Regions from separate parts of the Sus scrofa genome. Here all the other regions are linked to region 1. A link is a contact called in public Hi-C and HiChIP or PLAC-seq data. All regions are on one chromosome and are shown on one strand. The core of a region is the stretch at or near the end of the contact, and the rest is flanking DNA. Distances in the headings are between cores, read along the strand shown. Region 1 has its middle 58 kb from the start of CD180. Region 2 overlaps PIK3R1 (phosphatidylinositol 3-kinase regulatory subunit alpha). Region 3 has its middle 38 kb from the start of PIK3R1. Region 4 has its middle 60 kb from the start of PIK3R1. Region 5 has its middle 140 kb from the start of PIK3R1.

The links. A called contact is a pair of places that touch in the nucleus more often than the background predicts. HiChIP or PLAC-seq counts read pairs in DNA pulled down with a chosen protein or histone mark.
Region 2: a contact with region 1 is called in an H3K27ac HiChIP or PLAC-seq map of skeletal muscle. The contact joins two enhancer-like sites. A contact is called at or near these places in 2 of 47 Hi-C or Micro-C datasets (both in skeletal muscle) and 2 of 2 datasets of contacts at active chromatin or transcription factors (alveolar macrophages and skeletal muscle).
Region 3: an H3K27ac HiChIP or PLAC-seq map of skeletal muscle shows a contact between it and region 1. The contact joins two enhancer-like sites. A contact is called at or near these places in 1 of 47 Hi-C or Micro-C datasets (skeletal muscle) and 1 of 2 datasets of contacts at active chromatin or transcription factors (skeletal muscle).
Region 4: a Hi-C map of subcutaneous adipose tissue shows a contact between it and region 1, with 1.8 times the contacts expected there. The contact joins two enhancer-like sites. A contact is called at or near these places in 1 of 47 Hi-C or Micro-C datasets (subcutaneous adipose tissue) and 1 of 2 datasets of contacts at active chromatin or transcription factors (skeletal muscle).
Region 5: a Hi-C map of omental adipose tissue shows a contact between it and region 1, with 1.6 times the contacts expected there. The contact joins two enhancer-like sites. A contact is called at or near these places in 1 of 47 Hi-C or Micro-C datasets (omental adipose tissue) and 2 of 2 datasets of contacts at active chromatin or transcription factors (alveolar macrophages and skeletal muscle).

Annotation. Positions count from the first base shown.
Region 1 is chr16:45,642,884-45,648,508 of Sscrofa11.1, reverse strand. No RefSeq gene overlaps it. Among named protein-coding and RNA genes, the nearest start is that of CD180, 58 kb to the right of the region's middle. Within about 2 kb of position 3,203, at least 44 of the 83 cell types and tissues checked have an H3K27ac peak or open chromatin away from gene starts, as enhancers often do. A contact at or near this core is called in omental adipose tissue, skeletal muscle and subcutaneous adipose tissue, where this site is marked.
Region 2 is chr16:46,488,611-46,494,235 of Sscrofa11.1, reverse strand. The region is part of intron 2 of PIK3R1 (phosphatidylinositol 3-kinase regulatory subunit alpha); the gene reads right to left. Among named protein-coding and RNA genes, the nearest start is that of PIK3R1, 57 kb to the right of the region's middle. Within about 2 kb of position 2,980, at least 3 of the 83 cell types and tissues checked have an H3K27ac peak or open chromatin away from gene starts, as enhancers often do. A contact at or near this core is called in skeletal muscle, where this site is marked.
Region 3 is chr16:46,393,879-46,399,503 of Sscrofa11.1, reverse strand. No RefSeq gene overlaps it. Among named protein-coding and RNA genes, the nearest start is that of PIK3R1, 38 kb to the left of the region's middle. Within about 2 kb of position 2,558, at least 32 of the 83 cell types and tissues checked have an H3K27ac peak or open chromatin away from gene starts, as enhancers often do. A contact at or near this core is called in skeletal muscle, where this site is marked.
Region 4 is chr16:46,371,609-46,377,233 of Sscrofa11.1, reverse strand. No RefSeq gene overlaps it. Among named protein-coding and RNA genes, the nearest start is that of PIK3R1, 60 kb to the left of the region's middle. Within about 2 kb of position 3,198, at least 7 of the 83 cell types and tissues checked have an H3K27ac peak or open chromatin away from gene starts, as enhancers often do. A contact at or near this core is called in skeletal muscle and subcutaneous adipose tissue, where this site is marked.
Region 5 is chr16:46,296,856-46,302,480 of Sscrofa11.1, reverse strand. No RefSeq gene overlaps it. Among named protein-coding and RNA genes, the nearest start is that of PIK3R1, 140 kb to the left of the region's middle. Within about 2 kb of position 2,745, at least 4 of the 83 cell types and tissues checked have an H3K27ac peak or open chromatin away from gene starts, as enhancers often do. A contact at or near this core is called in omental adipose tissue, where this site is marked.

The sequences.
Region 1 (5,625 bases), core at 1,954-4,453:
GCCCTCCCCCCGAGTTCCCAAGTAAGCCCAGAGCCCACGGATTGAAGGCGAGTCTGGGTCTCCTTGGAGAAGAGCCCTGCAAGTCCGGTACAAGTATAAACAATAAACATTCCCTCAATCTTTCCCCAAAGTGACCTACAGACACTTACCAGAGTAACTGTGTATGTGGGAAAGGGAAAAACAGAGATGTTTTGACCTCATACTGCTACCAAAAAATCATAAATGCCATTTCCTACTGCTTCTCTGGTTAAAGAAGAAAGGATGGAGAACAGGCGATAAGAGAATTTCTGGCCCTAGTCCACGTCACAGTGAAACCAGCAGCTCATTCTCCAGCAACTGAGTATATAATTGCGATAAGTAAACTTAGAAGATGGAAAGCCCTCACAATGGTTCTCTGAATTTTGAATTTAGAGTCTTTAGAGTAAGATGAGTCACTTAGAAGGCCAGTGTGATCTTTATAGTTCTAATAGCTTTGGGTGATAGGTACCTGCCAAGTGAAATTAGATGCCACCCATTTTCTTCCCAGGCATCATTTGAGGGACAGACTAAGGGTCCTGAAGCCAGTTTGCAATCTATGGGTGTGATGTGAGGCCACCCCAAGTAGGCCCTCCACCCTCAAGTCTACTTTCATACAAGGTACTTACCCAAGAGGAGTAACACATTAACAGGAAGTCCGTTATACCCTCTGTACCACCCATCAGAGGGTCTTCTTAGCTTCAGCCAGACACACTCACAGGATAATCATAGGCCACAACTGGTCTACTCAGAAAGATGTAGGGTAGGACCACAGGTCACCAGCAGGGCAGCACCAGGGATCTCCCCCAGTCCAAGTGTGTACATCAGCCTGCAGAGCCATGCAGCACTAACCTGCTCAGGTATGAGGGATGAGAGCCACCCTGGGCAGGTGTGGGAGTTCACCTGGCTGGAAATCCTCACTCCCCAAAAGGAGTCACTATCTCCTGTAACAACTTCCTAGACATGGCTTTCATTCCACCCAAGGGACACCCCATTACAAAAGTCACCAGACCCAGGGAGTTCTTAGTCGGAATTGATGGTTCTTTATAGCTCCTCCCAGCCCAGATACAACTGACCAGTTGGGGTCATTTTATCACCAGCAATGTTACTTGGAAATACAGTTTGCATTTTACCCTCAAGAGGTTGCCATTGAAAGAGCTGTACAGTTAACAAGGTCAAGTTCTCATTCGGAAGGAAAAGGTTTCTTTGCCCTTTATCCACCCACCCTCGTATGAAAGAGTCTACAGATTCTGCTCTTCCATAGGAAGAAGCTATATAGCTGCAAGAGTGTTCTGACATCTCTGGGGAGACATGGAAAGACATGGGTGGAAGGAGAGGAATTCCAGAACCAACTTTATCTCCTCCCTTTGTTCTTTCTGAAACAAGCCCTACTTGAAGTATAAAGCTGATGTGTTTCTTGGTTTGTTTGTCTGGAATAGGGAGGCCACTGTGGCAACAACCCAGACAAATTTAGGGCTTCACCTGACACCACAGACTGAAGTGCTTTGGGACTATTAAAGCAGAACGTAAATGAAGCCCATTCTCCACTGCCCCTTCAGATCAGTGGGCAGAACAATCTTACCTAGAGTCCAGAAAGTTACCTATTAGCCACTCCTGAGGCTCACAGCTCTTCTGAACCCCTGAAGGCTGTGCTGCCTCCCAGGTGAGGCTGCAGGCCTGTGACACAGGACTCCTCACCTACAACCGTTTCTCTCAGACCCCTGAGCCCTTAGGCCCCCTCAACTCTCTACTCCCTTCCATAGGGAACCCTCTTTTCCTCCCAGATTTTGTCCCTTGGCTTCACGCCATGTCCCCCGGGATGGAGCAGGAGAGGGAGTTTAGGGTCCACTTGGACAAAGGACAGAATGAAAGTATTTATTTCCACAGTGATCAAATCAATTTCCCAGTGAGAGTGGGTGCCTCAGTAACAATCTTCTCTTCTGTTCTGCTAAAAGGATCTCTCTTTTCTCCCCCTTTGAGCTACATTAATGACAAGTCTTCTGTGAGTTCCCAGGTGGCACAATGGATTAAGGATTGGGCATTGTCACTGCTGAGGCAGGGATTCAATCCCTGGCCCTGGGAACTTCTGCATGCCACAGGCCTGGCCAAAAAATTAAATGAGAAGGACACAGCTTCTTCTCTCTTCTTAGCTTGGTGGGTGCCATCCCCAGGAGATGAAAAGAAGCAAGGAACTCATTCTGCACATAAATACTTTCAATTTTACAGCAGCCTGCCTTATTTCAAGAAACTGAATGTCCGTCCGTGGAAAAAGGTCAGCCCTAAGAGAAGACCTCACCTCTTCCTAAAAGGTACCGCATGTGAACTCTTCAGGGAGACCTGTGTTTTTATCTTTAGGGTCCTGCTCTATCCTCTGTACAGCCAAATCCTCCTCTTACAGCTTGTGGACTGGCACCAGCCCAATAGAGAAAACTCAGTTCTTTTCTCCCTTAGCAAGCCCAATATGCTTCTTTAATAATTCTAGTGGTGCTCTGGTCAACTGTCCTAAGAGCCAAGAACAGGCTTGGTAGGGAGCAGGGGTGATGGGCAGGACAGACAAGCTGGCATCTGTGGACCAGGGGGAGCTGTGCATTGATTCCTTAATGAATTTGTTTAAGGGGGGAGATGAAATATGGGGCAGAGTCTGAGAAGACCGAGGGGGAGAGCTGGGGAAAGAGAGCAGATGTTGTAAAAGATACTCTTTCATGTTTCCTGTGCACTAGAAATCTGCAGATGTATGTTGGCAGGGCTACAGTCAGAGAACAGAGGGAGGCTGGAGTTTACACATCTGGAAATCATTTGGCAGAGGGCAGAGTTCAAAAGCTTTCTGCTTCAGCCGCTCACAGACCCTCCTTGATGCGCGGGCCGTGGCTGAGTGAGGGGCCACCATCCAGAGTCCCTCTGGCCCCCCTCCGGGGAAGCCCGACCTAGGCTGGTGGGTCTGCCTCTGTATCAGGTCAGTCACATGGAAAAGTTGAAATGCTGATAAAAAGAGAGAAGGAGGCGGGGAAGGAGGGGAGCAAAGCAGAGAACGCACCATAACTGAGAGAAGCCTGGCTGGAAATCAAGAAACAAAATGTACTTGGACCCAATCCAGTGCATGAGTTAACTTGAGAGCAAAGAACACCATTCAATGGAGGAAAAAAAAAGGCCTTCTCTGCTGCATGGTAACACCCAGGGATCATACTCACACCACATTGACTTTTCTCAGAAATCCCTATACATTGTGCCTTCACTGATTTCAGGAATGCGAAAGGCCCTCCTGATCCTGAGGGAATTACTCCCTTTGGAAGGATTTATGGGGTTCTGCAAAGAGAAAGAGCAGGGTTTCTGAGGGCCCGGTCACCACGCTCTGACCCAAAGCCTCTGCAGCCACTGTGAGACGAGGTCGTCCCTCCCAGAAGCGGGCAAGGTCAGTGTGGGTGCTCAGCTCCCCTCAGAGGAGGAACACATCTTCGGGGTGAACTTGGGTCCCAGCTCCAAGTTCCTGCCATACTCAGCCGTGCAGACACAGTGGTTGCAGCTGCTGTCAGGCTGTGCTTCGGGCTTCATGTAGCCTGTGTAGGAGGTGAACTCACAGGGAGTGGTAATGAGTTAAAGACTCTGGAGCTCACCCAGGTGGGTTCATGAGGCCCAAGACCTCAGAAGAATCAGAGTCCACCTGGGGAGGGAACAGAACACATGAAAAGCTAAGTAAGAAATACAGCCAAGGAGTTCCCATTGTGGTGCAGCAGAAACGAATCTGACTAGGAACCATGAGGCTGCGGGTTCGATCCCTGGCCTTGCTCAGTGGGTTAAGGATCTGGCAATGCCATGAGCTGTGTTGTAGGTTGCAGACGTGGCTCGGATCCTGCGTTGCTGTGGCTGTGGTGGAGGCCGGCAGCTGTAGCTCCGATTAGACCCCTAGTCTGGGAGCCTCCATATGCCACAGGTACAGCCCTGAAAAGACAAAAGAAAAAAAAAAAAATACAGCCAAATTAATAAATGCCAAGTGTGAGGTAAAACATGTTCAGACAGATGTCCACCCCCCAAGCCTGTTTAACTTCCTGTCCCCTCTCCCTTGATGGATATCTCTGCCACCCCTGCAGTTACCCAGGCCAGAAATGTTCACATCTCCCCCTCAACATGTATCCAATTTTTTTTTGTCTTTTTTTTTTTTTTTGCTTTTTCTGGGGCTCCTCCCGTGGCATATGGAGGTTCCCAGGCTAGGGGTCTAATCAAAGCTGTAGCCACCAGCCTACACCAGACCAAAGCAACGCCAGATCCGAGCCACGTCTGCAACGTACACCACAGCTCACAGCAATGCTGGATCCTTAACCCACTGAGCGATGTCAGGGATTGAACCCACAGCCTCATGGTTCCTAGTCAGATTTGTTAACCATTGAGCCACGATGGGAACTCCAACATGTATCCAATTTGGCCACAGGTTCTGTTCATGTTTTGAATGTGTCCACCTACCAATCCCACCACCCTCAGCATCTCCAGCCTAATCAATGCAGCAACCCCTCCCTGCCACCGATCTTATCGCCTGAATCCAACCTCTCAATTTTCTTTCTGAAAAATAAATCTGAGGGTGACACTCCTCTAAATGGTTCAATGGTTCCCCACAGCTTTCAGGACAAAGGACAGAATCTGGCTTTTATCCACTTTCAGAACCTCATCTTCAGTGGAGAGTGGGTAAATGTTTAACCACCAGGCCCCCAGATACACAATGTGTCATCTTATAGGACACGTTCCCCCTCGAACAATGAACTTCTTCCAACTTACTGGCCACGCCCCATTTTCTCCCTCACCTGGGCCTCTGCACATCTTTTTCTCTCTGTCCAGAAAGATTTTCTTTCTGCCTCACCAAGTCATCCTTCCAGATCTAACTCATCAAGGAATTCAACACATAGTAAGCAGAGTGGCCACCAAAATGCTGCCCTGTAATTGTGTGTTGGCCGGGGTGCAACTGTGCCAGGCACCTTTGAGAACAGGCAGTACTTTTATCTTTGCATGCACACTGCCTTTCATGCTTCCTGGCATAAAGTAGTTTTTCCATAATTATTTAATTAAAGAATGTAAATGGTGCTAGTTCTTAATTTACTCCTTACACTTTATCCTCTTGTAAAAAGACTCAAAATTGTGAATACATGCTAGAAGCCTTCCACAGACATGGAGCTCTGGTAAGTACATAGGAACCAAAGTCAGAATAGCCAGAGAACACTGCTTGGAGTAGAGTTGCCAAAATTAGCAAATTAACATACAGGATGCCTAGTAAAATTTGAATTTTAGACAAGCAATAATTTTTTTATTATGTCCTAGGCAATATTAGAGAAATAGAGTGAAAACATATTTGCTTATCTGAAATGCGTTTTGAACTGTGCATCCTGTATTTTATCTGACAAGCCTATCTTTGAGGAGGCTGCATTGGAGCAAGAGCCTGATGGATGAGTCAGAGAGAGCAAGAGAAGGGGGACTGGTTTTTCTCATGGGAGACTGGTGGGAGGAGCCATAAGCAAAGCTCATGGAGAACTGGGACCTGCAAGGACTCTTCAGACTGGTCTCATCAGAGCACAAAAGATGAGAGGCTGAATAAGAGGAGAATGCTGAGACTAAAACTGAAATTGAAGT
Region 2 (5,625 bases), core at 1,731-4,230, 850 kb before region 1:
AAGAACAGATTCACAAGACAAGAGTAAAGTCAGCTTATGTTGTTAAATTTTAACCTCATTTCTGTCATTTTGAAAACCCAAACCCTAGACTCTAAGACCCCTTTAGGTTGCAGTATTCCCTGAGATAGACTATAATGTGATCTTGCCACCTAACTCTATTAGCCATTCTAACTGCCCACGATAAAAGGAGAAGAGCTATGTTACGGAAGGAAATCGTAGAGCAGCACCCTCCCATAAAACCTGCTGTGATGATGGAATGTTCTATTAGTTGTGCCACCCAACAGGTGCTGCTGAGCACTTGAAAGTGGAGCTACTGCAAAGGAGGAAGTGAATTTTTTAATACTTACTGATTTAAAGTGAAATAGGTCTATCTGGCTGGTGACCACGGTATTGAAGAAGCCTATAATCTGAGCCAGGGCAAATTTTGCCAACAGTAGCTAAAAGATTCCCAAGTTGACTTTGTGCTACAAAGAGCCCATGATAAAGCTGTCCCCGAGAACAAGGAACCAGACATGGGCTTCAGCACCTGAACTCAGGGCATACAAAGGTTATCACTCAGTTTCCTGGGCCACTTTGTCCCATGGCAACAGCACTCAAACACATTTTACAAAGGCATAAAGGCAGGACAGATATGCCGCTAGATGCCATAATGATGGTCACGATGAGGAGAGCTGAGTGGGAACATCACCGCACCCGTGTTTTTCCCCCGCCTGCCTGCACCAATGGATCACGGGGAGAACCTGTGGAAGACAGATGCCTGGGTACGACCACAAACTCCCTGAATCAGGAGAGCCAGGAAGGGAACCAGCAATCTGTTTTGGGTTAACAGTACATTTTAGGACATGCTATTAGGAGAAGCAAATCCATCTGGGTAACCCTCACCCCCTGCCTGACAAAAATCCAGCAATAACTTCGGCCAAAATCTATAAAAATATGAGGATACCTGAAAAAGTGCTAGAAACACCAATACCTTGCAAGGTTTGTAGTCTTGAGCATTGAAAGCACGGTTAAGATTTAAAACAAGAAATACTAGAAAATGAAAGAGCACAACATTTCATTTCCTCTGACAAATGATCAACTACTTCCCTTTGCCTGAGCTGATCAGCTCACAAAAACCTCCTCCCCCGTAAATGCTTTCTACACTGTGCAAAATATCATCCCAGCAGCATAAGGTGACAGAAGGAAAACATAAAGGTAGGGACATGTTACTAATGGGGGCTCACTGTAGTGTTTCTCCATGGTCCTCTCAAACTTACAGAGCTCACAGCACATGCCAAGGTCCAGAAAGCTAAAAGCTAAACAGCAAACACAGGAACCCACAAATCCACACAACACTCGTCCAACCAACATGCCTAGTTCCTCCTTCCTGTTCTTCATAAATTACACAGGCATTTTTTTTTTTAATAAAGTTGGCAACTGAAAATGGAATTACTTAATCAAGGTTTATCGCCTTGTAGAATCTTATCAACACAATCATTTCTGCAGGCAAATATGGAAGTTAAGTGATAATTAGAGATTTCACTTAACAGTGATTGAAATATGCATCTGACAGTTGTTCTATTACTGGGTTGGCAAATACTACATATAAAGTTGTTTCTACTGCTCTTATTTCTTCACTTCAGCTTGAAGAAGGTGGGGGTGGGGGGCACACTACCTTATTTCCTTAGCCTTTCAATGTGTCTCTGGCAAATATGGTAGTTACCTTTCCATATCCTGAGCTGCAAAATACCACTGGTTTTACTCATTCAAATGCTACATGAAGTTTCTAAAAAGCATTGTGATGGCGACCAGGTCCTTGCAACAACACCTCACAAAGTGCACCCTGGAATATTTTAATAAGAAAAAACTAGACCATATAGTGTGGAGTACAGGTACTCCTTTTGTACTATATTGACTGAACATATCACTGAATTTTTAATATTGAAGAAAGTATATTACCCAAGTAGAGAAATCCATCCTACCTGATCAAAGTTTTGCCATGGGAATGTTAAAAGGTAAATTTTACAAAGAGAGAAGACTTTTTAAAGTAACAATTCAAGGATTTCCTATTCTCTAGCACAATATCTATGATTCAATCCATTTCCCCTTTAAAATGTTTAAACATAGGGAATGAGGAAGCACTACACAAGAAGCCTTTAAAGTTCACATTTTCCACTTTGGGCACCAGGATCAATTAGCAGCGAAAGTCGAAAATGCCGTTCTAAAGCAAAATACTAATTATTTCAACAACCCTAAAATCCACCATTCCTTTAATTTTATCAAATATACAAGGTCAATATTTACATTTCTGTTAGATCCCACCTTAGGAAATTCCAACAGGAAATGACAGTTGCTAGGAAGTACCAAATTTGGCAAGTTGTCCTCTGAAAAGTCCATGATAAAGTACCATATCACACAGTTCAATAAACTAAAATGTGATATAACTAAATATGCATATTTAAATATACAGAGATTATATATGGCGACTATCAAACAAAACACAAATTACCAGAGCATGATTCTCATCAAGTTGACACATCAATTCTCACTTGATTTCGCCTTCCAGACAGACTTTTACACCTGAATGAAGAATTTTTTTTTTTTTTTTTAAATCTGGCTGTAGCCAGTGTGTATGTCTGGATAGCCAAGTCTACTCTTAAAACTCTGGGTGAATTTTCAACTCCCCTACTTCAGTCCAACATCAGTTTTTCATTTGGGGAATCATTTTTCATCAGAAGAAATCTGTATCGCTTAAGGAGAAAGAAGACAAGAAGAGCAGAAGGCTCTAAAAGCGGTGGTGAAGCCAAGACATGTATTATTTCAAAGGAAAAGGGGAATTGGTCCTTAACAAGGACACCAGTGAACGAGGTGTCCCAGGTTGCAGAAGAAATTTTTGATGACACATCAGAGCTGCATTTTCCACTAGGTCTCCCCACTCCGCTCTCCCCTCCCCACTTGCCCTGGTGACAACCAATCACATGGAACAGAAGAGCCCTTCTCTCCCAACTTAGGCCCTTCCCATACCACTAACACGGACAGGCCTGAACAGTCCTTGGGCACCAGTGGCGTGTGGGAGACAGTGGCATTCCTCACGGTAAACGGTGCCAACACCGCTACAAAGTGCAAGATGAAACCAGCACACAGCTGCACCTTTTGGAGCCTTCTCCATTAAAAAAAAAAAAAAAAAAAAAAAAAAGATATTTTAGAGTTACTGCCTGGCACGGATGAATGGAAAATTTAAGCTGAAATTCTGGACTCCAGAGACTGCCCAAGCCAAGTATTTCATTACTGATGGAAGGAGCTTGGAAGTACATAAAAAACTGCCACTTACCTTTTAAAATGTAACACAAATACACAGAAAGTATATGCAAAGTGTGGATCAATATTAAATTAAGATGCTTGTCTTTTAACTGTTGCTCAATCAAAACTTTACTCCTGTCTGACACAATCTCCCTCATTCTTTCAAATGAAAAAAATGTACATTCTGGTGGGCAAAAATCTAAAAAAACCCCAAATACTTTCCTTAAATACACCTTATAAGCACGTTCATACTTTATGCCTATATGGCTAATATCTTGAACGTTTAAACTTCTCAAGTTCTATGGGCAAAGCCATAACGAATGCTGGCTAAGATAATGCATCTAAAAACCGCAAACAAAACAATTCTGAGTTCCTTCATTTTGGACCACACCTGTTTAATCAGTAGTGGATAAATTATTAAAACTGTTAGGTTTAAAGCCAAAGACAGCTGGGTTTTAATCTTGGTTTTGCCACTTAGGGTATGCTAATTAACTTGAACCTCGGTTTCTTCATCTGTGACATGAGAATAATTTTAAGTATAACAAGGACTAAATGAGTGATATATAGACAAACATGGGTAAGCAGAGTGCCTAGCATGTAGCAAAGCACAAACTAATGGGTAGCTGCTGTTAACTTCGAATTATTCATGCAATCTTTTTTCATTATTATTAACAGGTTTTTAAAATAGCCAATTGCACTGGCAAATTTTAAGACCAGAAACTTTTTTTCTTTTTTTTTCATTTTAGGCTGCCCTGCAACATATGGATTTGGCAGGTTAAGGATCAGATCTGAGTTGCAGCTGTGACCTACATGGCAACCTCGGCAATGCCAGATTCTTTCACCCACTATGCCAGGCCCAGGATTCAAACCTGTGTCCTGATGCTGCAGAGATGCCACTGATCCCACTTCACCACAGTGGGAACTCCCAGAAATTATTATAATTAAGAATTATAAGAATTCTCGGAACTTTTTTAAGGTGGCAAGCTGGAAGCATATTTAACAGAGTGAACATCTGCAGTTTGCCTTTCTATATATGAAAACACTCAATATCTTTTCAGAAGTTATCTAATGAGTCATACCTACATTATCACATTATTTAAAATACATTGCACTTTTCCCTGATAAGGTCTGAGTTATTATACTTCAGTTTTCTGAATATAAAGGAAAGATGAAGTTGGAATGATATGGAGCTTAGTGGGAACAAGGACTTTTCCTTTGGAGGAGGAGGAAGAAAAAAAAAAACGAAAACAAGGGCAACTGTGGAGTTCCCTTGTGGCGCAGACAATAAAGGAAGGATTGAGCATTGTCACTGCAGCTGCTTGGATCACTGCCATGGTATAGGTTTGATCTCTGGCCCAGGAACTTCCACATGCCACTGGCATGGCAATAAATAAATAAGTAAATAAAAAAGGGTGACTGGAAATGGGAGTAGAAAGAAGAGATGTGAAAGTAAATCTTCAGCCACAACTATACTGTTATCAGCGATAACTAGTTGGAAGGAATTAAAAGAGCTGTCAACAGATTTAAATAAGAAGTTTGCAAATCTTTTCAGATACTCTGAACTAATTAGGTTTTAGTAACTTTTAAGTTTTTCATCTTGCATTTATATCTCTTCTGCCCCACAGCTTAAAAACAAATGAAAGGGATCTGAGATCCTCTGCCTACTTAATTTATTTCTAGACAAGCAATACAGGAAACAAAGAGCAGGCAAAGACTTTATTAAACATAGGCAGACATTACAGCTGCACTTCTGATGGCTGGAGCTAAAGCCTTGGCGTTGAGATAATTGAAATGCAAGATTACATTTAATCTTTGACAGGCTAGTCTAATTAATTGTGATTCTTATCACCTAAATTGGAGTCTGATTTAAAGATTACGATTTACAGCATATAGCAAATTATGATGCTGGGTAGAGGATAAATGGGAAAGAGAAAGGGGCTCCCTCCTATCCCCACCAGGAAAATAATTTAGTTGAGTCCCCGGAACTTCAGGAGGCGAATGATTTAGAAAGACTAAATATCAAGTATGACTGAGAGGCCCCAAAAGGGAAGGAAAGAAGGGAAAATCAGGTGACACAATGGGTGCTTAACTATTTGTTGAATGAATATTACGAACGTCAGTAAGGAATCACACCGCCTTACTAAGTATTCTATTTTATCTATTTAAAAAAAATTTTTTTTTCTCTTTTTGTCTTTTTAGGGCTGCACCTGAAGCACATAGAGCTGTAGCCCAGGGCCTACACCATAGCGCCAGCAATGCAGGATCCAAACCCGTCTGCGAAGAGCTATGCCACAGCTCATGGCAACGTGGGATACTTAACCCTCTGAGCGAGGCCAGGGATCGAAC
Region 3 (5,625 bases), core at 1,309-3,808, 750 kb before region 1:
GAAAAACACTTCTTATTCATTTGGCAAATATTTACTGAGCTCCAATCATGTGCTAGGTACTATTCTAAATGATAATTAAACAGCTGTGAACCTGCCTGGCCCCTATAGTTTTGAGGATACTAAGTACAGGTCACTTTGGCCATCAAATTCAATGTCATTTTCAGTTCCACAGAAGTCCCTTAAATGCTGAGCTACAGAGGTGGATTCTTAGTAAAACCAAAGAATTTTAAGCTTCATAGTTGCTTACTTTTATGGGCCTTTCCTGTGCATCCTCCTCAAGAATTTAGTACTCATTTCAATACATGGGCCATGGCTCATGAATTATGAATTATAGGTGAGCTCAATGGGTTGCCAGTAACCCTTTCATTTTGGCTGGCCCCCAGTGACATTCTACATTGTGTGGGGGCTTCCCCAGGTATCCCAAACCCAACTCTGGCATCAAGAAGATTCTTTTTTTTTCCTTTTAACGATTTTTATTTTTCTATTATAGTTGGTTTAGAGTGTTCTGTCAATTTTCTGCTGAACAGCAAAGTGACCCAGTCACACATGCATATATATACATTCTTTTTTTCTCACATTATCCTCCACAGTGCTCCAGCATAAGTGACTAGATATACTTCCCAGTGCTATACAGCAGGATCTCATGGTTTATCCATTCCAAAGGCAATAGTTTTTATCTATTAACCCCAGATTCCCAGTCCATCCCACTCCTTCCCCCTTGGCAACCACACATCTGTTTTCCAGGTCCATGAGTTTCTTTTCTGTGGAAAGGTTCATTTGTGCTGTATATTAGATTCCAGATATGTGATATCATATGGTATTTATCTTTTTCTTTCTGACTTACTTCACTTAGTATGAGAGTCTCTAGTTCCATCCATGTTGCTGCAAATGACATTATTTTATTCTTTTTTATGGCTGAGTAATAGTCCATTGTTTTTATATACCACATCTTCTTAATCCATTCATCTGTTGATGGACATTTAGATTATTTCCATATATTAGCTATTGTGACTAGTGCTACAATGAACATACTGGTGCATGTGTCTTTTTCAAGGAAAGTTTTGTCCAGATATATGCTCAAGAGTGGGGTTGCTGGGTGATATGGTAGTTCTATATATAGTTTTCTGAGGTACTTCCATACTATTTTCCATAGTGGTTGTACAAATTTACGTTCCCACCAACAGTGCAGGAGGGTTAAGAAGATTCTGAATAGGATGCTCCTCTCCTCTCTACCCAGGGCCCTCCAGACTAAGACTCCACCATGAGCACCTTTCACCTTGCACTTCCCCGACCCTGCTTCCCTTGTCCAGGACTACCAACAGGATGCTGGACCAGGCTGAGCTGGACAGCCATAGCCAGGTAGCCAGTTGGATCCCTCTCCAGTGATAACAAAGGTCTGGAGTCTCAGAGGGCTTTTCCTAGGACAAGACGTACCTCCAGATCAAGAAATTATTTCAGCTGTGGCATGATCAACAAGTTCTGGAGCGGAAGGAAACCTTTCTAAACCACAAATAACAAAAAACATCTATCTATTATGTCAGAAGACAAAGTTGTCTTTCTATTCTCTGTACATAAAATGGCATTGTAAAATTTTTACCATGTGAAAAAAGATCAATGAGTATAACGCCAAAAATATAGGGAAAAGATGTATTACATAGATGGGTCAGCACTTAAGTTGTAATTGTAGCAAAAATTGTTAATTAAAACTAATGATGATAATGCTATTTTTCTGGATGCTTTCTAGAATTTGTAATTTTTTATGCTTTGATTTTTTTCATTTGAAATCAATTTGTACCTTGAACCTAGTTTCATATTCTCTTTCATAAAGAGGGTTCCACATTTGAGAAGCTTCAGGCCTCATAAATTTTGGGATCTACCCTGACAGAGGTCTTTTTCTCTGAAGAGGCAGGAGAAAGAACTTAAGAAATCACTAAAATCACAAGAGACTGGTTTCCACAGTTTTTCTTCTCTCCATTAAACCTTCACCTTCTCATATTTGGTTGTGCATTTATTAAAAAAGTTTAGTAGAGCCAATAAGGAGTAATCAAAATATCCAAATTCAAAAGACCCAACTGAGCCAACCTCACTCAAAAATCAAGGGCCCAACTCTGTCTTCCTAATTTGGAAGAAGACAAACTTGCCTGGATTGGTTTTTGGAATAGGAATTACTTGAGAAGTGCAGAGTTCCAGAAATTGAAGAGCGTATCATTTTGTCAGTACACTTCTTTTAAAACGAGTTATTAATACAGAGGCAGCCACTATCAAATGTCTTCCTACAACACATCAACCGTTATTTTCCATCTATTCAGGAGGGACTGGCAAGGCTGAGAGCCAATGAAGGAAAAAGAAATGACTGCCCATTTTGTTGCACCGAAACCAAAGGACTCTTGATTTATCAGGACGTCTGGCACACTCTTTTTCAGGGGTGGGGGGAGGAATGGGTGGTGGAAATTAAGGGTTGTAAATTTTATAAATCAAGCCCTCTAAAGTAGGCCAATTGGTCAGCTGCAAACTTGGCAGCATCACGAAGCATGTGTGCTGGGGCAGCTTCAGAACACAATGTTCTGGTTCACTCTGCGAGCAAAGGGAAGTGGAATAAGGGCTCAACCCAGGACAGAGGGAGGACTCAGCACAGACATGCAAGAGGCTGAGAGACAAAGGAACACTAAGGAATAAAGGCAATGTCCTTGGACTGCTGACCACAAAGACGTGTGTGTGTGTGTGTGTGTGTGTGTGTGTGTGTGAGAGAGAGAGAGAGAGAGAGAGAGAGAGAAAGGAGAGAGAAAGACTGATTAGAGCCTTCAAAAGAGGTGCTGTGGTTCTGATGTTTACTGAAACTAAATTCTGGAAAATTCAGAGAAGTTGTAGGATTAATGATTGATTAGAAAGTAAAAACTGAATACTTTGGGCAAGAGTAATGGTGAAATTTTGCAAAAGTACTTGGGAATAATGTTGAGTCTATAAACTTTGAACCATAACGATGTGTGGAATGAAGAGAAAAAGAATATTTAAAAAAAAAAAAAGGATAGCCTGAAACATAGATTTTTAGATCCAAATTTAATCAGGACCTGGCAGGGCTTTTTCAAAAGCAAATTTACATTTCATATTATTTCAATAATTACTTGGTTGCTAATGAATATAATAATAATGTGTGATATATAAAAATAACTTAAAATAGTTGGCATATTTGGGCAACCAGCCCCCTCAGATATTTTCAAATAGTTTATAAGAAAGTTAACGGAATATTTAGAGTGAAAAAAAGAAGAAATAGTGTTAACAGTTTAAGAAAAGGAGCCAGTAGTAAATTATACTTTAATTTATAAAACATTCTGTGAAATGGTCCTGACTGCTTATAACCTTGAGATTTTTATTTTCATTCTAGTGATTTAGAATTGTGTCATGGTGATATTCCACTCACCAGAATCACTTGCAATTGATAGCATGCGATGAGCAAGTTCAATGTGTTTTTCTTCAAATATCCAGTACTGTCATAAGCTTGAAAGGATAGAGAGCAAACGTGATAATTGCTAAATTCCAAATGTACACTATCATTAAAATTTTTTAAATTGAAAATAATTGCCGAAGGAATGTCACTGTCTTTGATTTACAGGAGAGAAGTTCAAGTTTAAATGAAAAATGATTTTTACTTAAGAGCATCTCTTTCTCCTCTAACACAGGGAAGAAAAAAAAAAAAAAAAAGGATACCTTATGCATCAGTGTAAAAAACCAGAGACCGCAGTGGCCAAGACTCAGCTGGTCTTTGTAAAGCGGTTTATAGCTTTCAGCTAAAATCTCTAAGTGAGAATTCTCATTCTCAGCTGCTGGCTCCCTGAGAGCTCTCTGTGGCCTCTGACCCCATTTCCATGGAGATAGAGGTGGGAAGGGTAAAAATAAATTAAAGGGGAAACTTTTTTTTTTGAAGGCAGCACTTCCAAATCCCCACTCCTCCAATACTAATGAGTGTCCAAGTTAAAACAACCACACATCAGTAACTGAAATTCCCTTTTTCTTCAGGGTTAAATGGATGAAAATAAGGTATTTGACTGTAAAGATACATTTGCATGAAAAAACAAACAAACAAACAAACCCCCGTTAGATACTGTTTAAGCTCCAAAATGAAGCTCAAAATGAAGGTAAAATTAAAACGGTTCTTGCCACTTAACAGTGAAAGAAAATCCTACCGTTTTCCAGGGTTTGGTTTTTGGCTGAGAGCTGTGATTGTTAAGGGTCAGGCTCTGTAGACTTCTATTAGGGGGGTGGGAGGGGTGGCTGGTGTTTCTCCAAACATCAGGAAGTTGGACTCTTCATCAGGAGAAATTTTTAAATTGATAGTTTTCCTTGCATCTATCAGTTAATCCATTGTTTTGCTGTAAGCTTCTGTTCCCGACCATCTAACTGAGGCTAATAAAAATAGATAGGAAGCTCCAACTGTTGATGTAACTACCAGCTCTACGGCCGGCTCCCAGCATCCATTCATTGAGTCATTACTTCATACCTGCTACTGGATGATATATTTTCTCAATTAACAACAGCCTCTTAGGAAAAAGCTTTTTTTAGGGAAAAATTGGAATATACACAAAGTCAGAGTAGTCTGATGATCCCGATGTGCTCATGACTCAATGACAGCAATCATTAATTCATGGTCACTCTTATCCTTGCCACCACATATTCCTCTATTATTATTATTATTTTTTTTTGGTCTTTTTTGTTGTTGTTGTTGTTGCTATTTCTTGGGCCGCTCCCGTGGCATATGGAGGTTCCCAGGCTAGGGGTTGAATTGGAGCTGTAGCCGCCGGCCTACGCCAGAGCCACAGCAACGTGGGATCCGAGCCGCGTCTGCAACCTACACCACAGCTCACGGCAACGCCGGATCGTTAACCCACTGAGCAAGGTCAGGGACCGAACCCGCAACCTCATGGTTCCTAGTCGGATTCGTTAACCACTGCGCCACGACAGGAACTCCATATTCCTCTATTATTAATGAAGCAAATACTAGATATTTTTATCTATGAATATTTTATTAATAAAATGTTAAGGACTCACTAAAAATAAACCTAATATTACCACACTGAAAAAATTAACCATCATTTTTTAATATCAACAAATATCAAGTCAGCGAGATGGCTTTTTGAATTTATTAGTATTGTTTTTGTTATATTATTATTACTCACATTTTATAGTTATAGAAACTGAGGGCAAGAGAAGTTTAAAATCCTGTGCAATATCTCACAGAAGTAGGAGAACCTACTTATAGGTTTAGGTACAGATGGACAAAAACTCATTTTCTTAGGATCACAAGGACTATAGCCAAACAAATACTAGCATTTTGTGTGTGTATACTTACTATGAAACTTTGCCCTACTTGTCTTATTTAATTCGCACAACCCAGTGAAGTAGATGCCATTATCTGCATTTTACAGGTGAGGAAGTGAAGGCAGGGAAGGTGGCACAACAGGCTGTAAGTGGTGTATCCAGTTAGGGGATACATTCACTCGCTCTCTCCGTCCTTTACTTACTACTTTTCTTTTTATATATCTTTATATTTATCAACTTACCCACCTACATATCCATTTATTTGAATAGATAATAAATTTGCAGGGCTCAAAACTCAAGGGGTATGGTACA
Region 4 (5,625 bases), core at 1,949-4,448, 730 kb before region 1:
ATATTATATTAGTTTCAGGTGTACAACATAGTGATTCGCAATTTTTATAGATTACACTCCATTTACAATTACTCTAAAATATTGGCTATATTCCCTGTGCTATACATTATATCCTTGAAGCGTATTTATTTTACACACAGTACTTGTAACTTTAGAAAAAGGTTTAGGAGGAGGACTATCTTCGTATTTGTCTTAGGGCCAGACACCCCTAGAGAAAGAAGGGTATGGAGGGGTTTGTGTGTGTAGGGACAGGGTAAGATTGGCAGGGAAAAGGAGGCTGAATCAATTCCTTATGCAGAATCCCTTCCTTGAACCCCATTCCCCACACCCTGAGGAGAAGGTGAAGAGAAAAGGGAGGCATGAAGGGGAGTGCACATGAGGAAGAGGGTGTGATAGTGACTAAGGATTTAGAGGCCAATGAGGTAAGGCTTTGGCATGGTAGGCACCAAGCCTCATGAGAGTCAGGCTTAGCATTGGTTAGCTAATTACTGTTCTCAAGTGGGATATTAGGGCAGAGGGTTAGAGCTGAACTGCTCCACAAGAAATCTGTAGAGATTACGTGAAGAAAGAAAAATCGATGTAGCAGCTAGAAGCAAGAGAAGCCCTTCAGGGGAGGTCCAAGATATTTACTGATGGTTGCCGTAAGAGTTGTACTCTGCAGTGGACAATTCCTGCTTTCCCACAAAGCCTTCAATATAAGATCTATTTTTAAACATTGTAGTGTGAGGTTGGATCTTTTGGAGGGACCTATCAAAAGCCTGAATGTGCTCTCAAGCTGCATAAGGGGTGAAGCAGAGGTTGTTAGCGAAGACTACTATGTCTGGATTACACTTTCAAGACCTTGCTTTAAAACATGCAGACCTCTAGTCAAAGCAGGAAAGAAAGGGCATTGTTGGAGGGTGCGGAGACCCTGAATCTAATTTTGGCTTTCTCACTTTCTGTGGGATCTGGAGGAGATCACTTACACCACTAGGTCTCAATTCTTCTGGGAAAAAGAAAAATGTAATAGCAGCTCATCCTCTATCCCCTGGAATATGGCAAGAGTTAAGAGCTCTAGATAGGATCAAAGCACCTGGGTTTGCCTCTGACTCCATCATTTAATCTGACCTTGAACAAGTTACCCAATCCACTGAAGAACTGGATTCCTCAGTGAAAAATTATAAAATGTTGTCTGCTTCAAAGAGTTGTGGTGAGGATTAAATAAGATAATCCAGAGAAGTTGTCTGTCAGTGTGCTTGATGAAGAGTGAGTCCCCCAAAACTGGTGTCTGAAATAAGCTAGTAGGTAAACGAAGGAATAAATGTACAAGACGACAAAGAGTTCTAGTCCAGGCTGAGCACAGACTAGCTTTATCCTTGCAAGCATTCCTTTAACTGCTCTTGTCTTCTGAGTCCTCATTAGAGTAAACAATTATTAAGAAAGCGTGGCAGATGCCGCACATCATAATACCTCTGGTCCTCAGTTTCCTCACCATGATGATAGGGACAACTAGCTGGTTTTTAACATTCCTTCCATCTCCAACTTTCCATGAGATCAGTGGAGTTGTTACCCTCAACATCTGTGATCCTGGGCTCTGTCCTATGTATTCTGCTCCTAATTATCCATGCTCCAGACCATCAAAAAGCCACTCTTCTTCCACTCTTGGATAGAGTGCAATATCCACACTGCTCAGACAGTCAAACATAAACATATGCATACACAGTTCTCTCTTTTGTGTTTATTAGTTTTCCTTTGGACGTGATACCACTATGTCATTAGACATGCCCTAAATAGGCTCCTGGATGACCCTCAAAATCCACAACCACTGAAAAAAGGGATAATATACTTGCAACCAAGGAAGAGTAGAGGATATTTAAAGTCATTAAATGTCCTTTCTTTTATTTACTTATTTGTTTCTATTTTTTGGTTGCATCTGTGGCATGCAGCAGTTGTCGGGCCAGGGATCGAACCTGTACCACAGTAGTGATCCAAAGCACAGCAGTGACAACATCGGATCCTTAACCCACTGAGCCACAAGGGAGCTCCTTTCTGTCCTTTCTTGAATTGGGAGGAAAGACATGGTACAAACAAAGCTTTGACACTGGACAGATCTGAAATGGAAGGCTAACTGAGGGCCCTCTACCTGCTGCGTGACTTCAGGCTAGTTACCTTGCTTTTAAACTTTAATTTCTTCATCTGTATAATGGGGCTTGTGATAGCTTAGCTTTTGAGAAAATGAAGTGAAATAATGATGTAACAGTACTCTATACATCCTTTCTTTCTCTTATGAACAGTTTATATTAAAAGATGTGTCTATCCTGGAGGACCATGATCTTGGACCCTGAGTTTGCATCTAGAACTACAACTGAATTGCAATGCTATCTTTGATGCTACTTAAAAAGATTTTTTTTAATTGGAAAAAAAAAAAGTACTTCAGTGAATGAGAACTCGAGGTTATTTACTGCAGTGTTACTCAGCATTATAAAATTCTGAAACCTGCCCTAAATTTCTAACTGTCCTGTGTAACACCAAGTGACAGGGAGTGGTTATGAGAGGAGATACATGTCTCGGGGAGAGGATTGGGACAGATGATGAAACTCCTGGCACAAAGGGGTTGATGGAAGAGTATCATGGTAGAGAGGAAAAATGAAAAGGTAAGAATAAAAGAAGGAAAAACACTAATAAATTGGAAAATAAACCTTATTTTCTGGTCTCTTTGCTCTTCTCAACTGGTAGGAGATAGTCTAAGCAAGAGCAGAATCTCTCAGATGCTGGATAGAAAGGAGCTCTTTTCAGGTCTGGTACATAAGCAAGAAAAGCAAAACTGAATAAATGAAAAACTGAACATCCAAATGCTGATTAACCGAGAGTTGGCTCTTAAAAGAATGAAAACATCTGCTGGCTGCTTTGAAGGAAAAAAAAAAAATCCCTTTGGGTTTGTCCTGCAACAAATCCTCTTCTCAATTTTTCTTGTTGGGAGGGATCCAGGAAAAAAATGACCTCTCCCATTCTAGTAATGAATTTCTATTCCCTTTTGAACTTTAAATATGTTAATTTAATCCCCAGATGGTCACCAAAAAATATGTATTGTCAAAAGAGAGATCTCAACACACTGCTTCAGGGCTCTCCCCTGCCCTGTCGCTCTGATTTCTCTGGTTCTAAATAGAGCCCTCACCAAGGGGAAAGATGCCTGGCCCGGCCCAGCCCAGCCTGTACCACCACTGTTTACAAGAAGTCTGCCTTTTTGTCACGGTGTCCCATCACTGAGCTGAAGCATACCCAAGCCTCCAACAATTTCAGAGATTGGCTAAGAACTGTCAGTGGACTGGGATCAAAGCCATACTACTCCTTATTTCTGGACTTGAAGTCACCACCATTTAGAACACATTATCCTATGACAGATATAAGAAACACTGCCCAACTGGGATCTTATATATATATATATAATTTTTTTTTGTCTTTTTAGGGTGGCACCAGCGGCATGTGGAGGTTTCCAGGGTAGGGGTCTAATTGCAGCTGTAGCTGCTGGCCTACACCAGAGCCCCAGCAATGCCAGATCTGAGCCAGGTCTGCGACCTACACCACAGCTCATGGCAACGCCGGATCTTTAACCCACTGAGCAAGGCCAGGGATTGAACCCGCAACCTCATGGTTCCTAGTTGGAATCGTTTCTGCTGTGGCATGACGGGAACTCTGATCTTATTCATTTAGTTTATATTTGTAAAATAATTCAAGCATTTGCCTTCATTTATGTATACATATATGCACACATATATATGTATATGTATATAGATATGAAGTATATATAAATAAGCTATATATAAAAATATATATGGTATGTTAATCTAAAGGTCAAGAAGCATTTTATTTTTTAATTTTCATCTTTTTATTTATTTTTTAGGGCCACACCCAGAGCACATGGAGGTTCCCAGGCTAGGGAGTCAAACCGGAGTCAAATCAGAGCTATATCCACTGACCTACTCCACAGCCACAGCAACGCCAGATCCTTAACCCACCAAGCGAGGCCGGGGTTCGAACCTGCGTCCTCCTGGATATTAGTCATATTCGTTTCCATTGAGCCATGATGGGAACTCCTCTCAAGAAGCATTTTATGAACCTGAGTCCATGTGAAGCACTGAGGGTGATCAGATAGGCTTGTGCTTCTGGGAACACTGATACCTGTAGCCTTTCAATGTCTAGCTGGTCAGAAGGAGATTTCTTAGAAGATGGGGAGTCATCCTTCGAATTTGGGATTCTGTGGCATTTATTAAGTACAGGGGACTGACCTAAAAGCTGGGAGTCTTAAAGCCATCATGTATGGCAGCCCTAAAGCCTGAGGCCTCCTTTTTATGAAGTATCTACACCCTCATCACCGCAACCTCTGTGCCTTCAGCTGCAGTAGACAAAGTGACTCTCCCTGAACAAACTTAACCCCTCTGTGCTGCTGGAGCACCCTTCTTTTTTTCCCCTTTGTAATTTTTTTCCTTTTCTTTCTTTAATGATTTAAATTTTTTCCATTATAGTTGATTTACAGTGTTCTGCCAATTTTTACTGCACAGAAAAGTGACCCAGTCATATATATATATATACATATATATATATATATATATATATACACACACATATTCTTTTCCTCACATTATCCTCCATCGTATTCCATCACAAGTGACTAGATATAGTTCCCTGTGCTATACAGCAGGATCTCATTGCTTATCCACTCCAAATGCTATTGTTTGCATCTATTAACCCCAGACTCTCAGTCCTCACTCCCTCCCGCTCCCCTGGAACACCTTACATAGGAGTATAATTGGAGAGAAATTGGTTTCCCTGTGTCAGCAACAATCTATGCTTCTGCAACATCACTGAAATTGTTGCTCAGGGAAATACATTCCAACATCTATTCTTATAATTAGATCTCACGACTACATCTAGACTCCTCACATTTATTGTTAATGAGTTAGAGGCACATGATAAGAAGGTCTTTGATCAGATGCAAATACGCTAAGTTCTTGAATATCCTATTCCAGGTTCTACTTTGGCCACTGCAGTACGAGCTTACCCCAAGTTTATTCTTTTTATTTATTTTTTCAACTTGTCTCCTGTGAGTCATTGTCAAACTAGGATTTACGAGAACAAGGTCCACAGTGACCCACTCATGGGACTCTCAGGACCAGTTTCAGGTCTGTCAACAGTAAGTCGATAAAAAAGGGGAAGAGAGGGTATTCACAGAAGTCAGTCAAAATGGAACTTCAGCAGATTCTCAACAGAAGAAAAGTATCTCTAGGAAGGCCTTTGCTCCAAATCAGCTGATTTTAACAAGAGTAAATCACATATATAAATGGGACTAATCAGGAGTTGCTCAGTGTAAACTGTGAAGACTTCCTTAAAGGAAGAGTCTTCGTGGAAACAACATTCCAAGTCAAATTTGTCTTGAGGTGAAGCCCCAGCCAGCCAACTGCTGGGCCTGGCGTCCAGCACTGTGAAAAGGATTCCCCACAGCAGTCAGACACATAGAGCGTACACAATTCAAAATAAGATCATGCTCAGTCATCCTTCTAAACCATGAGGCATCCCCAGGAGATGCCCCACCTCCCTTGATAACCACCTCCTCTTGCCTATCTGCTGACACAGCTCTTTCTCCCCCAG
Region 5 (5,625 bases), core at 1,496-3,995, 650 kb before region 1:
AATGCATGCTATGGAGTGAGTCAGAGTCTCTTTTCAGGTTCAGTGATAATATTTCCAAAAGATTTTGTTATTATCATTGTTGCTATTAGTATTATTATTCCTGTATAGGTCAGGGTTCAATCACACAAGCAGGGTCACTATGAGTCAAATAGGATAAGACATTTACTTTGTAGAGATTTTACACAATTCTGAGAGGCGAGGGGAGTGGAAGACCCGAGGATTCACCAGCTAGTCAAACTAGAAGCCAACCCTGTCCAGCCACTGAAGTGGGATCATGAGGGGTATGGGAAAAGTCTGAGTCCTCAGCCTTTTGTCTAGAGATGGTTCCGAGCCACTGTTAGTCAGTAGGGTCAACAATCTGGAAGAAGGGCTGGGGAGCAGAGGGGAGCCAGGAGAACCTGGATCTTCTGGCATCTCCACATCTATCTTCTGGTATCTCCACATCTATCTGGCACTTCTTCTATGACATCCAGAGAGTAACAGACTTGCACTTTTTTTCTGCACAAGTACCTCTTTGGGCCAACTCTAGAACACAGTTCCAGCTTAACCAAACTGACAGCTGGTTATTACCAACTGAATTGTGTGTCAGTCTCTCTTGCCACTTTCCAAATTCATATATTGACATCCTAACCCCACCCCACCCCTAGAACCTCAGAATGTGACTGTATTTGGAGACAGGATCATCAAGTAGTGATTAAAGCTAAATGAGGTCATTAGGGTGGGCTCAATCCAATACGTTTGGTATCCTCAGAAGAAGAGAAGATGAGGACATAGACATAGAAGCAAGGCCGTGTGAAGACAAAGGGAGAAGACAGCCATCTACAAGCCAAGGAAAGGAGCCTTGGCAGTATCAACCTTGCCGGTGCTTTAGTCTAAGACTGCCAGCTTCTAGAACTATGAGAAAATGAATTTCTGACATTTAAGCCACCCAGCCTGCAGTACTTTGTCATGATAGCCCTAGTAGTCTAACACACTGGTCAATCCAACACCATGCCTTACAACTGTATATTGCTTTATATATGGCAAAACATTTCAGCATAGTAAGAATAGCAAGCACTGATAATCATAGCTAACGTGTATACAGGGTTACTATGTGTTAGACATTGTTCTAAGCACTTTACATGTATTAACCAATTTAATCCACACATCAACCCTATGAGATAATCATTTTCATTCCCATTTTACAGATGAGGAAAACAAAGCACAGATAATTCAGTTAATTTGCTTGAAGTCCTACAGCTTGTAAATGCTGAAGCCAGGATTCAAGCCCTGGCATTCTAATCCCGTGACCTCATGCTGCCCTTGACTCTGGCCTCCCCAGCATCTGACCTTTCTTTCCACTTGTGTGGCGTCACCCTGCTCACACAGGCACAGCTCATGCTTCATCTTCCCCTTTAGGGACGTGAATCTAACTTCCTTGTCCTTTTGGTGGATTTCTGCTTTTGTTCACAGGGGAAATCTGTGGGGGAACCCGTGTACGTTTCCCATGGCACTCACCCAGCTTCTTGCTTCCCTAACCACGGGGCTGTTGACCCCAGGTCTCTATTTCCCATAAAGGAAAGCCTCATTCCCGGAGTGGTGGGGTCATCATGTGATAGAACATTGTTCAGATGACAGATAGAGTCAGGTAGCCTGCCGGCCTGCCTGCCTGCCTACCTGCCTTCTTTCTTTCCCTTTCTTTCTTTCTTTCTTTCTTTCTTTCTTTCTTTCTTTCTTTCTTTCTTTCTTTCTTTCTTTCTTTCTTTCTCTCTCTCTCTCTCTCTCTCTCTCTCTCTCTCTCTCTCTCTCTCTCTTTCTTTCTTTCTTTCTTTCTTTCTTTCTTTCTTTTTTCTTTCTTTCTTTCTTTCTTTCTTTCTTTCCTTGTCTTTTTAGGTCTGCATCTGTGGCACATGGAGGTTCCCAGGCTAGGGGTCCAGTCGGAGCTACAGCTGCTGGCCTACACCACAGCCCCAACAACTCTGGATATGAGCCACATCTCTGACCTATTCCACAGCTAATGGCAATGCTGGATCCTTAACCCATTGAGCAAGGCCAGGGATCGAACCTGAGTCCTCAGAGATACTAGTTGGGTTTGTTAACTGCAGAGCCACCATGGCAACACCCATAGTCTCTATTTCCTTCTGGAAAAAAAATTTGATTTCAACGTCACTTCTCTTGATAGTGGTCAAAACAGTTCTCCTGCCTTAGATCATGTGATTATTCAGCAGCTCTCTGTCATCCAAATCGTCAGTTCCAGAAGGGGTCAGTCTCACTCCCAGAAATGACGCATCTCCGAAGCGTCTCTTGCTTATACCAAAATGCACGAATATTTGTGAACACAAAGAAGTGTGTCTATCTGAATAGGTCAGTGATCTCTGGCACCCTGAACCCTTGCTTGTAACTATGGGGTGTTCCTACCATGAAGAAGAAAAGATGGAAATGACTGTCTGTTTCCACAGATAACTTTTCTTTTCTGACCCTGAATTCATTTTGTGTGTGGTAGTGACCATCACGAGAAGGGGAGGAGGGAGGTGTGTGGCATATGATCAGATGATTCTTTTCCATTTTAAATGCTTCCTCTCTCTGACCTCTAGTTTAGGATAGCTGAGTCCCGACCATTGGGCCTGAGCTACAGGCCTGTTTGCCACAGAGCACTGAGCCCAGGACTCTGTATTAGCCAGAGAAGCAGGTAGCTTTGGCAGGTGCCAAGTGAACACAGATGCCCTCACTTCTTCTGGGAAAGTGACCCCACTCTAAATTACTGGGCTATTTCTATCCTTTTGTCTACTGCCAAACTTCTCAAAGACCATCTGTATCTGTCAGAGCTCTTGGTTACAAACCACAGACACTAGCTCTGGGTGAATTAAAGCAGCAAAGGTATGGACTATAAGGACACCATGGAGCTAACAGAATGGATGGGATGGCCAGAAGGAAAAGAGGAGCAAAGAGGCCTGACTCCAGAAGGCCAGGGGCAGAGATACACTCAGGACTGTGCTCTAAGGAGAAGGTCGTGAGAACGCCACCCTGGCCAGGCGTAGCCATGACCCGACTAGCATTTCAGTGTGTCACTCTCTCAGATAATCTCTTGTGCTTCCTTCATCTTAGGGTCACTCTCTTCGGACTGGCTGAGAGTGGACCAGTATTGGTGGAAGCTGGAGGGTCAAAATGATTTGTGGAGACAACAGTGTAAAAGCTTGACTGGGAGTTCCTGTTGGGGAAATGAATTGGACTAGGATCCATGAGGATGCAGGTTCGATCCCTGGCCTAGCTAAGTGGGTCGGGGATCTGGTGTGGCCATGAGCTGTGGTGTAGGTGGCAGATGCAGCTCGGATCTCATGTTGCTGTGGTGTCGGCTGGCAGCTATAGCTCCAATGTGCCACCTAGCCTGGGAGGAACTTTCATATGTCACAGGTTCAGCCCTAAAATGCAAAAAGCAAAAAACAAAAACAAAAACAAAAACAAAAAACAAAAAAGCAAAAAAAAAAACTTGACTGACTCTCCATAAATGCACACAAATTTCCCTGACTTCCAGGGGCTTGACGCAAATAACTGGAAGTGTGAGAGGGTGGGTGGGGCTAGAGAGGAATGAAACAAGAGAGGGGCTGAGCAAATGGGAGTCTTTTCTTGGTTACTATCCAGAGAACATTGCTCCTGTTCTTGGCTTTGGAAAGCTGGTGGGGAAGAGAGGCCTGAGCAGCACTGCCCACAAAAGAAGTTCAGTCTCTGCTCCACACTTAATTTCATCATTCCTTCTTCTCTCAGAGACAAAACATGAGCTTGGAAAGGATGCTGATCTAATGAGGGTCTACTCTGCTCTGTTGTTTTTAATTCTTCTGTGTCTTATTCCACATGTTACTGTAGCAAAAATGATATGAAGAGGAGGGAGATTGTCTGATCAGCTTCCTAATATGCCTAGCAAAATGATTTCCTAGCTGATCTTGAGGCACTAAGCCTTCTTAAGTCCTAACTTTGATGGTACAGACATATGTAAATACTTTAAAAATACAAACCCAATTTAAAACATCTATACAATTTGTATTAATTTTATTTTAAAAAGGTAAGAGTTTCTGCCATGATACCCTGGGTTAAGAATCTGACTGCAGCAGCTTGGGTCACTGCAGAGGTGCGGGTTCCATCCCCATCACAGGGCAGTGGGTTAAAGGATCTGGTGCTGCTGCAACTGTGGGGTAGATTCATTCTGCAGCTGGGATTCAGTCCCTGGCCTGGGGAACTTCCATATGCCATGAGGTGTAGCCATAAAAATCAATGAATGAATAAATACAAAAATAAGAAATGTTGTAAATTTGGAATCTAGATGGGAGGTGATGCTTCATAGAAAAGGTAAGAAAAAGGCAACCTGAGTGTTTTCACTTTGTTTTGAATTTTTGCGAATTGCCATTCTGACCTTTAGAATACTTCCAGTCTCATGAGGTTACAAATACAGAATACCTTCTTTTTTCTTCAAGGAAAAGTGCATTCATATTGTCAGAATCCAAACACCAACTATGACAACTCTCCTTGGGTCAGCTAACCAATATTGATAGGGTGTTTATTATGGTTAGATAAGTAACATTAAAAGGTAGAGCAAATCCAGGATAATAATCGAAGACAAAGAACAAGAGGGAAAACGTGGTGTCGTGTGAAGGAAGGATGGATCAAGTGAAAAGTTATCCCTTTAATAGATAACTCCAAACTCCGTGTACCTGGAGTCATTTTATGGCATAACTTTGGTAATGTTTCCTGTTTTGTTCTAGATTTTGCTTTAAGAGGTCTTTAGGGAGGAGACGAAGATGGAGTTTATACTGGGAAGTGAAGTCCAGACAACATAAAGGCAGGGCTGGCTCCACGGTGTGTCACCTCTGCACCGACACAGGGCTCCACACACAGATCCCTGTGCTTGATATAATGACTTGCTGTTGCTGTCTTGAAATTCTTAATGTTGGAACAGTGTGTACTGCATTTTGATTTTGCAATGGGCCCTAACAAATTATGCAGCTGGTCCTGCAGAAAAGCTGTATCAGTATAGGTCTGTTGGGATATAATTAGTACCTCATAGCAGGCCAAACCAACGGTTGGCAAACTTTGTCTGTAAAGAACCATGGAGTAAGCCTCTTAGGTTTTGCACTTATACTAAAACTCTGCTATTGTAGCTTGAAAGACGCTATAGACAATATGTCAGCTAGTGAGTTGTATAAACTTTACGAAAACTTTGCGAAAACAGGGGTTGACGTTGGCCCAAGGGCTGTACTTGTCAACCCCTAGGCTAGACAAACAAATGTGCTTGGTCTTAGGCTACCAAGAAATTGTCAAAAAGATAGATAGGTGGGATGGGCAAAATTCTACAACCCTTAGTCACGCATGGGACTCTTCCACCATTTCTGCCGTCACTGAACAATTTGTACTACTGTTTTCCTAAGTTAGTATCATGCAAAAAGCTTTCTGTGTATTAGAGCATCTTACAATCCCAACAGCCTTGTGAACTTTGAATTATTATTATCCTCATTTTGCAAAAGAAACTAAGTTTCAGAGCGTTAGCAATGTGACCAAGTTACACAGTAAAGAACTGAGACCCAGAACCTGCAGATTCAACATGATCTGCATTCCATCACGTGGTGGGCTGGGTGGCAGGCAGCTGGCTACTATTAC